Linked DNA regions of Pelodiscus sinensis: region 1 is linked to region 2. The links are chromatin contacts, called in public Hi-C maps. All regions are on one chromosome and are shown on one strand. Each heading gives the region's core, a stretch centred on a gene start, on an enhancer-like site or on the middle of the called end of the contact. The rest is flanking DNA. Distances are from core to core; before and after follow the strand shown.

Region 1 (3,522 bases), core at 975-3,474, 180 kb before region 2:
CGCCCCCTTGTCCGTGGCTCCTCCTGAGCTTGCCCCTGCTGGCTGCTAGAGTCCTTGTCTCTCATTGGTCACGACCCCCTGAGCTCTGCTTCTCCGACGGGTTACTGCCACGAAAGCAAAGCATAGGCTGCATGAGTGCGGATCCCTCATTGGTCACTGCCTTGCCCCCATCCAATCCCATGCTTATCTCCCATTGGCCACTACCTCCACGTGGCTGCTGGACTTTGTCCCTCATTGGCTACTGTTCATCCACACATCTCCCATTGGCTGCTGCTTCTCTCTAAGCCTGCACTCATTGGCAATGCCCTTTGGGGCTGCTCCTGTGCTTTCATTTCATTGGCCACTGCCCCCCATGCTCATCTCTCATTGGTCTGATAAATCCCGCCCAACCCAGCTCCTCTCTTCCCCAGCCTGTATTTCAACGACATCAGCGAGGAGGGCAAGCAGGCCCTGCATGCGCTGCGCAGGGACCGCGACGGTGTCCAGGTGCTGGTGTTCCTCACGGCGGGCACCGACGTCTCCGACGACTGGGCCCTCATCCTGAGCGTGGTGCAGAAGAACCTGCCCATCTGGGACCGCGAGCGGGTCCAGCAGCACCTCGCCCGGCTGCTGCAGGACCTGGAGTGCAGCCGCCGGCAGACCGGCAACCCCTGGAAGAAAGCCAAGTTCCTGCGGGTGGAGAGCCAAGTCAAGAAGATGCTGGTTAAAATCCAGCAGGGGACCCACTAGCGCCCCCCTCGCCTCTCTCGGGGGCCTCGCGTCCCAGCAGGAGGGGCGGGTATAGGGGTAGAGGAGTGCTGGAGGGGGTCACTCCGAACCATTTCCCCCACAGCAGCGTTTGCTTGGGTGGCTGGGAACACTGAGGAGAAGACGTTGGGGACTCTGCTGGGAGCAGAGGTTACTTGCGGCTCTACAGAGTCGGGGGGGTGGGGGTCTAATCGGGAGAAGCCACAGGGCCAGGACAGCTGACTGAGGCCTGGAAAAAAAGCAGGCTGCCCCTGGAGGTATGTGGTCAGAGCGGCTGCTGGGAGGGCGAGGGGGAAGCTTGCACAGCACTGGCCCCGGCTTCAGACGGCCCCATCGTGCTCTCGCTTGGATCCCGCCTGCACGGATCTCCGGGACCCGCCCCGTGCTAGGATTCACTGGGCTGCTTCCCAAGCAGTTCCTGGCCCCTCTTCCTGGAGCGCCCCGAGGCTCTGCGTCCTGCCCTCTTGCGTGCGGTCTCCGCCGGGCCCAGGTAGAACTGCCGCAAAGCAGCATCGCCACGAGCTGCCCCGTGCCTCCGGCAGGGAGCCGCCCTGCTGTTCCCAGACAGCAAGCAGCCGTTGGCACAGCTGGGGGTCCCTGGCTCTGCCCCCAGCGAGCCATGCTGGTTGCAAGGCTTAGGGGGCTGCAGTCTGAACTCTCTAGGGCTGAGAATGGCAGGGTCAGGCTGAGCACGGGGCAGGTTTGTACGGAGGCAGGGCACCAAAGGGCTGAGAGCCAGTGAGCAGCCGAGGGCATGAGGCTCCTAGACCGTACGGTGTCATTTCCTCGAGGCCCGGGGGCTTCCGAGCGCGCCCATTCTGATCAGGGAGCATTTGACGCTGATGGCGCAGGGGAATCGGGCCCTGGGAGCTCCTCCTGCGAGTTGGGGTGGCAAAATCCGAGACCGTGGGGTGCGGGAGCAGGGAGTCTGGGAGGGTGATGAAGCAGGCGAAGGCAGCGGACAAGGAGGGAAAGCAGATGGAAGTGCTGCGGGGAGGAGGTGCGTGTGCGTGTGTGTGTGTGTGTGTGTGTGTGTGTGTGTGTGTGTGTGTTGGCGGTGGGGGGCTTACACCTAGTTGAGTCGGTGTGTGTGTGTGTGTATTTTGCACCCTCGCTCTGGGCTGCGGACAGGGCCACGTGAGGCCTGACGGGGGGAGCAGCTCTGGAGGTTGCTCACGGTATTGGACACTGTTGTGTGTAGCCATGAAATTAAACCACTTTGTTTCCACCAACACGAGCGGTTCCCATGCTGATCTGTTCCTGCGGGGTTGTGGCCTTCCCAAAGGTGCTGGGGGCTGGAGCCCATGCTGCATCTCCCCCCGCTCATGTGGGGAGTGCTACCTGCTCCCACCCCTACTGTGACGTCAGGACGGGCGGGGTGGGGGGCTTTTTGAGGACAGCAGGGGCTGGGATGTGCCATGCACATGGGGGCACAGTCTGGATGCAGTCGAGGGAGAAGGGAAGGGCCGGGGATTGCAGGGCGGAGGGACGGACAACAGAATCGTCCCTCTCCCGGGCTCCCTCCCCACGCCAGCCTGGGCCACTAATTAGAGTGGTTCCTCTGGTGGCCTGTGTCTGGGGGTCCCTGGGCTGATCCTCGGGAGCAGGGACCATCAAGCAGCCTCAGCGGAGGGTGGGGATTGGAGGGCCACAGAGACGGGCGGGCAGGCGAGCCGGAACTTGGCAGCCTGGATTCCTGGTTTCTTTTTCTCTCCCGAGGCGGGGGGGAGCCTGAACTCTTGGGTCCCTTCCCTGGCTGTGCCACTGCCTCGCTGCGTGACCCTGGCCAGGTCCGTTCACTCCCAGGTCCCGCGGCTGCTGGGCTGGCCGAGGTGAGACCCGGGAGGGCTCGGCGGAGGGGCACCGAGTTCCATGGGTGCAAGGGAGACTTGGCTTTGTTTAAACATTAAACCTCCGCATTCTTAAAGGAGGCGGGGAACCAGCTTCCCTGCCACTTCAGCCCGTACCTTGCACTCTGGCCACCGCCATGAAGCAGAAGCAAGGTTAGTAGCTGAGGCGCGGGGAGCAGCGGGGGAAGAAGGGTTGATTCTGAGGAACCCACCCCCCCACAAGTGCCCATGGCTTTCTTCAGAGCTCCCTGGGGGGTGGGGAGTGGAGTTCTTGGGGGGGCCCTAGTGTCTCCTCACTTGTGGATTCCAGGCAGCCCCTGCCAGCTCCAAGTGGCTGAGACTGCTCTGGGGCTGGTATTTGGGGGCTGACGGCACTCGCCCTGAGGAGTTCCTCTGCCTGTTGCCCTAAGCCAGCCCCTCATCCTGCGTCCCCCAAATGCCCAGACTTGCCCCCTCTTGCCCCTGGGGCGAGCGTGCCCCTGCACACCACAGCTCCCCAGTGCAGCAGCCGTACCCCATGAACCGGAGGTGAAGGTTGAGGGGCATTCTGCTGCTCTCAAAGCCCAGAGGTCAATGCTGCGGGCTGCACCCCCAGGGCTCTTTCCCTGCTGGCTGGGCTCCCTATGCTGAGCCTCTGCTCTCTGGCGATCGGTGGGGAGGCAAATTCCAGTCCCTGCTGGCCTTTGGGCACCCCCCTCTTTTACTGCAGTGCGTGGGCAGGGCTGCCAGCCGGCGTTCGCTGCAACTCCCCTGGGCTGTGCCATGTGGGAAGCGTCTCAGGCAATGGGGCACAGCCCCATTTGGTCCAGCAGCCACGCTGCCTGGATATCTGGATGGAGGGGCGGCAGGGTCAGACTTCAGGGGGGTGGCGACTGCTCAGCAGGAGCGACACTGAGTTAGTGGTGGAATGCTGCTTAACACCCCG
Region 2 (3,114 bases), core at 431-2,930:
TCATGTTTGTGGGGATTTCTCGGGAGTGAGCAGAGCCCAGAGGCAGGGCTGGGGAAGGAGGGGGGATGCGAGGCAAGCAGGGATCCCAGCTCTTTGAGGGGAGCACTGTGAGGTCTGGGCCGCGCGGGGGTTTTGTGGAAGGCCTCGGAGGAGGAGAAGCTGAAGGTACGGGAGCAAAGATGCACAGCAGGGGCAGAGTAAAGGGCGTGAGGACCGTTTGGTTCTGCTATATGGTGTAATGAGGAACTAACCTCCCCTCCCCAACACACTCTCCACACGCCGATTGTTGCCGGACACGTCACACACACGAGCAGCAAGCCCACACCACACGCAGCCCCGCTGCCCACGGACACGCCCCTAACCCACAGGCCCCACGCACATCCAGGCCAGCACTGAGCACACGCGCCAGGCACTCGTCAGCACAACACACACGTGTGGCGGGCGCGCACGCTGGGCTCACGCCTTCCCACAACGCACAACCGCTTTCCCCATGCGACTGCGGAACGCCACGGGCCACAGCCAGCTCGAGAGGCCACGGGAGACTTTCACTTGGCTCACTTGCCTCTCTCACGCCCCACGTCGCTGCAGGCTTCTCCTTGGGCGGCCGGCGAGTTGACCAGACAGCAGCAACACTGAGGGCGCAGCCAGGGGCCTGAGCCTCATGGGCTGGAGTTTTCCACCCGGAGGCTGGCTGGAAAGCCCCCTTTGGCTCATCCACCCCCGGCCTGGGGCTCCCCAGTTCCAGGGCATGCTGAGCTCGGGGAGCTGGGTCTGACTGGAGAGTGTCTGCAATCCCAGGGGATATGCCCCGGCTAGCCCTGCAGATGGATACAGAGGAGCACTGCTGCCAGCAGGCCAGGAGATCCCCAGGACAGCCAGAGCGGGGCAGCTCTCTCCCCCATCGCTGGAGCGGGGGACATGGTGCCTGAGGTGGAGCTCATTGAAGTCATTTCCCTGATTGTTGCCGTACACGTGAAGTCGACTGGGGGGGAAGCAGCCAGGTAGGGGGCTCTGGGCCCAGGGAATTTGTGACTCCAAGGAGCGCCCCATGGGAGAGGTGTCCCCCTTCACCAAAAAGCCCCGCTGGCAGGAATTGGCAGCCGGCATTCGCTGTGCTGGCCTAGTGCCTTCAGCCCTACGCTGATCCTCACCACCCTCTGGGGAGGCAGGTCATCCTCGCTGCACGCATGGGGAAACTGAGGCAGGGGGCAGTCACACGACGCCTCCAGACCATCTGCAGCCGAGCTGGAGACAGACCTCGGATGCTCTGAGTCCTGTCTCCCTCTCACTGCTCGGCCCCGTGCCTGCCAGTGATGCCAGCGAGCAGAATGGGCCCGGTGGACTGAGCGGTTCTCGGAGGCAGCCTTTCCAGGCAGGGGGAACACCCAGCAGGACTGGGCTGGGATGGCCCATCTGCCTGATTTCCCCAGCACTGACACAGGTCACAAGGCCCCCACCGCTGCCAGACGTAAATAACAGCGAAGGAATTCTCGCCCCCCCTCCTGCTGACATGCACTGGAAAGTCTGTGTCATTTGGAGGTTACTCACTTGCGCTTTTTTGTAAGACGTGACTTCAACCCAAGCGTATTGCTTACAGATGGCTGCAGGAGTGGTTTCCGTGCCTGACGGGTCCGTGCAAAGGCACTTCCTTCGAGTTTTAGACCCCGCCTCGCCCTGCTCCCGTGCCGCTAAGAAAACACACCCAAATTCATCAGCTTTCTGATGACTGTGTTCCCGTGTTTCGTCCCACCCCAGGATCCGCTGCCACGGTTCAAGACGGGCGTGTACCGCACGGAGGCAACAGCGCGCCAGGGAGGCTGGGCCGAGCGAAAGGGACCTTTGTAAATAATGTAAGTACACACCCGCGTATTGTGTTAACACGTTTCTCGTGTCATTCAGTTGTTGTACGCACCACAACTAGAACGACAGAACGGAATTCCTGCAAACGCCCCCGCTGCCCGCCGTCGGCTGCGGGTTGGGGCTCCTTCTGAAAGGCAGTGCCGCTTTTCCCCTGCTCCTGAGACTTGCCAATAAGGGGCTGTTGCAAAGGGAGTGAGCTATAATGTCGCAGGGATGAGGGGGAAGAAAGGGGTCACGTCTGTGTCGGGGTTCCCAGGTGCTCGGGGAGGGGTGGTGATGGGACGGGACAGGACACGGTCACCTCTTGGCGCTGGGGTTCCCAGACGTTGGGGGGGGGGGCGGGAAACGGGTCTTGTCTAGGTGCTGGGTTCCCAGACGTGCTCTAGGGGGAGGAACAGGTCATGTCTTGGTGCAGGGAATTCCATGTGTGGAATAAATTTTATGTGCAGGCGGCATGTGCAGATGTGCACCACCCGTATAAACACAGGCTGCCGGCTCTGGGCGCTCTGCTAATCAGCTGGGTGGCTTTGAAATCTCCCCTGGGTGGCTTCCCCCGTGCTCAGCTTCCAGGGAACCCTGTCCAGGCATGTGTGCTGCTGGGGAGGATGCCGGGACCTCTCGAAGCCGGGATTCCCAGGTGCAGTGCACGTGTGTGTATGTGGGGGTGGGGAGACACGGGCATGTCTGAGCGCATTGGTTCCCAGGTGCTGTGCGCTACTTTGGGGGGACCTGGTCACATCTTGGTGCCAGGATCCCAGGCACTGTGCTGTAGTGAGGGGGGCAGGGTCATGTCTCGGTTCTGGGGTTCTCAAGAGCTGAGTGCTAGTTTTGGGGGGCCAACGCGGCCCTGTCTCAGTGCTGGGGTTCCCAAGTGCTGTGCGCTAGTTTTGGGGGGGCCAACGCGGCCCTGTCTCAGTGCCGGGGTTCCCAAGTGCTGTGCGCTAGTTTTGGGGGGCCCAACGCAGTCCTGTCTCAGTGCTGGGGTTCCCAAGTGCTGTGTGCTAGTTTTGGGGGGCCAACGCAGTCCTGTCTCAGTGCCGGGGTTCCCAAGTGCTGTGTGCTAGTTTTGGGGGGCCAACGCGGCCCTGTCTCAGTGCCGGGGTTCCCAAGTGCTGTGTGCTAGTTTTGGGGGGCCAACGCAGTCCTGTCTCAGTGCCGGGGTTCCCAAGTGCTGTGTGCTAGTTTTGGGGGGCCAACGCAGTCCTGTCTCAGTGCTGGGGTTCACAGGTGCTGTGCGCTAGTTTTGGGGGGCCC

What was found. Hi-C and Micro-C count contacts between places; a contact is called where the count stands out from the background.
Region 1: a Hi-C map of liver shows a contact between it and region 2, with 6 times the contacts expected there. The contact joins the promoter of NHERF4 here to the promoter of C1QTNF5 in region 2. A contact is called at or near these places in 3 of 5 Hi-C or Micro-C datasets (liver and an unstated tissue).

What each region holds. Positions count from the first base shown.
Region 1 is chr26:6,088,419-6,091,940 of ASM4963464v1, reverse strand. NHERF4 (NHERF family PDZ scaffold protein 4) reads left to right here and starts at 2,224. Exons shown (of 9, transcript XM_075909761.1): 1 at 2,224-2,750. It overlaps NLRX1 (NLR family member X1), which reads left to right. Exons shown (of 8, transcript XM_075909754.1): 8 at 411-2,007. The coding sequence ends at 729.
Region 2 is chr26:5,908,861-5,911,974 of ASM4963464v1, reverse strand. It overlaps C1QTNF5 (C1q and TNF related 5), which reads right to left and starts at 1,680. Exons shown (of 4, transcript XM_075909524.1): 1 at 1,549-1,680.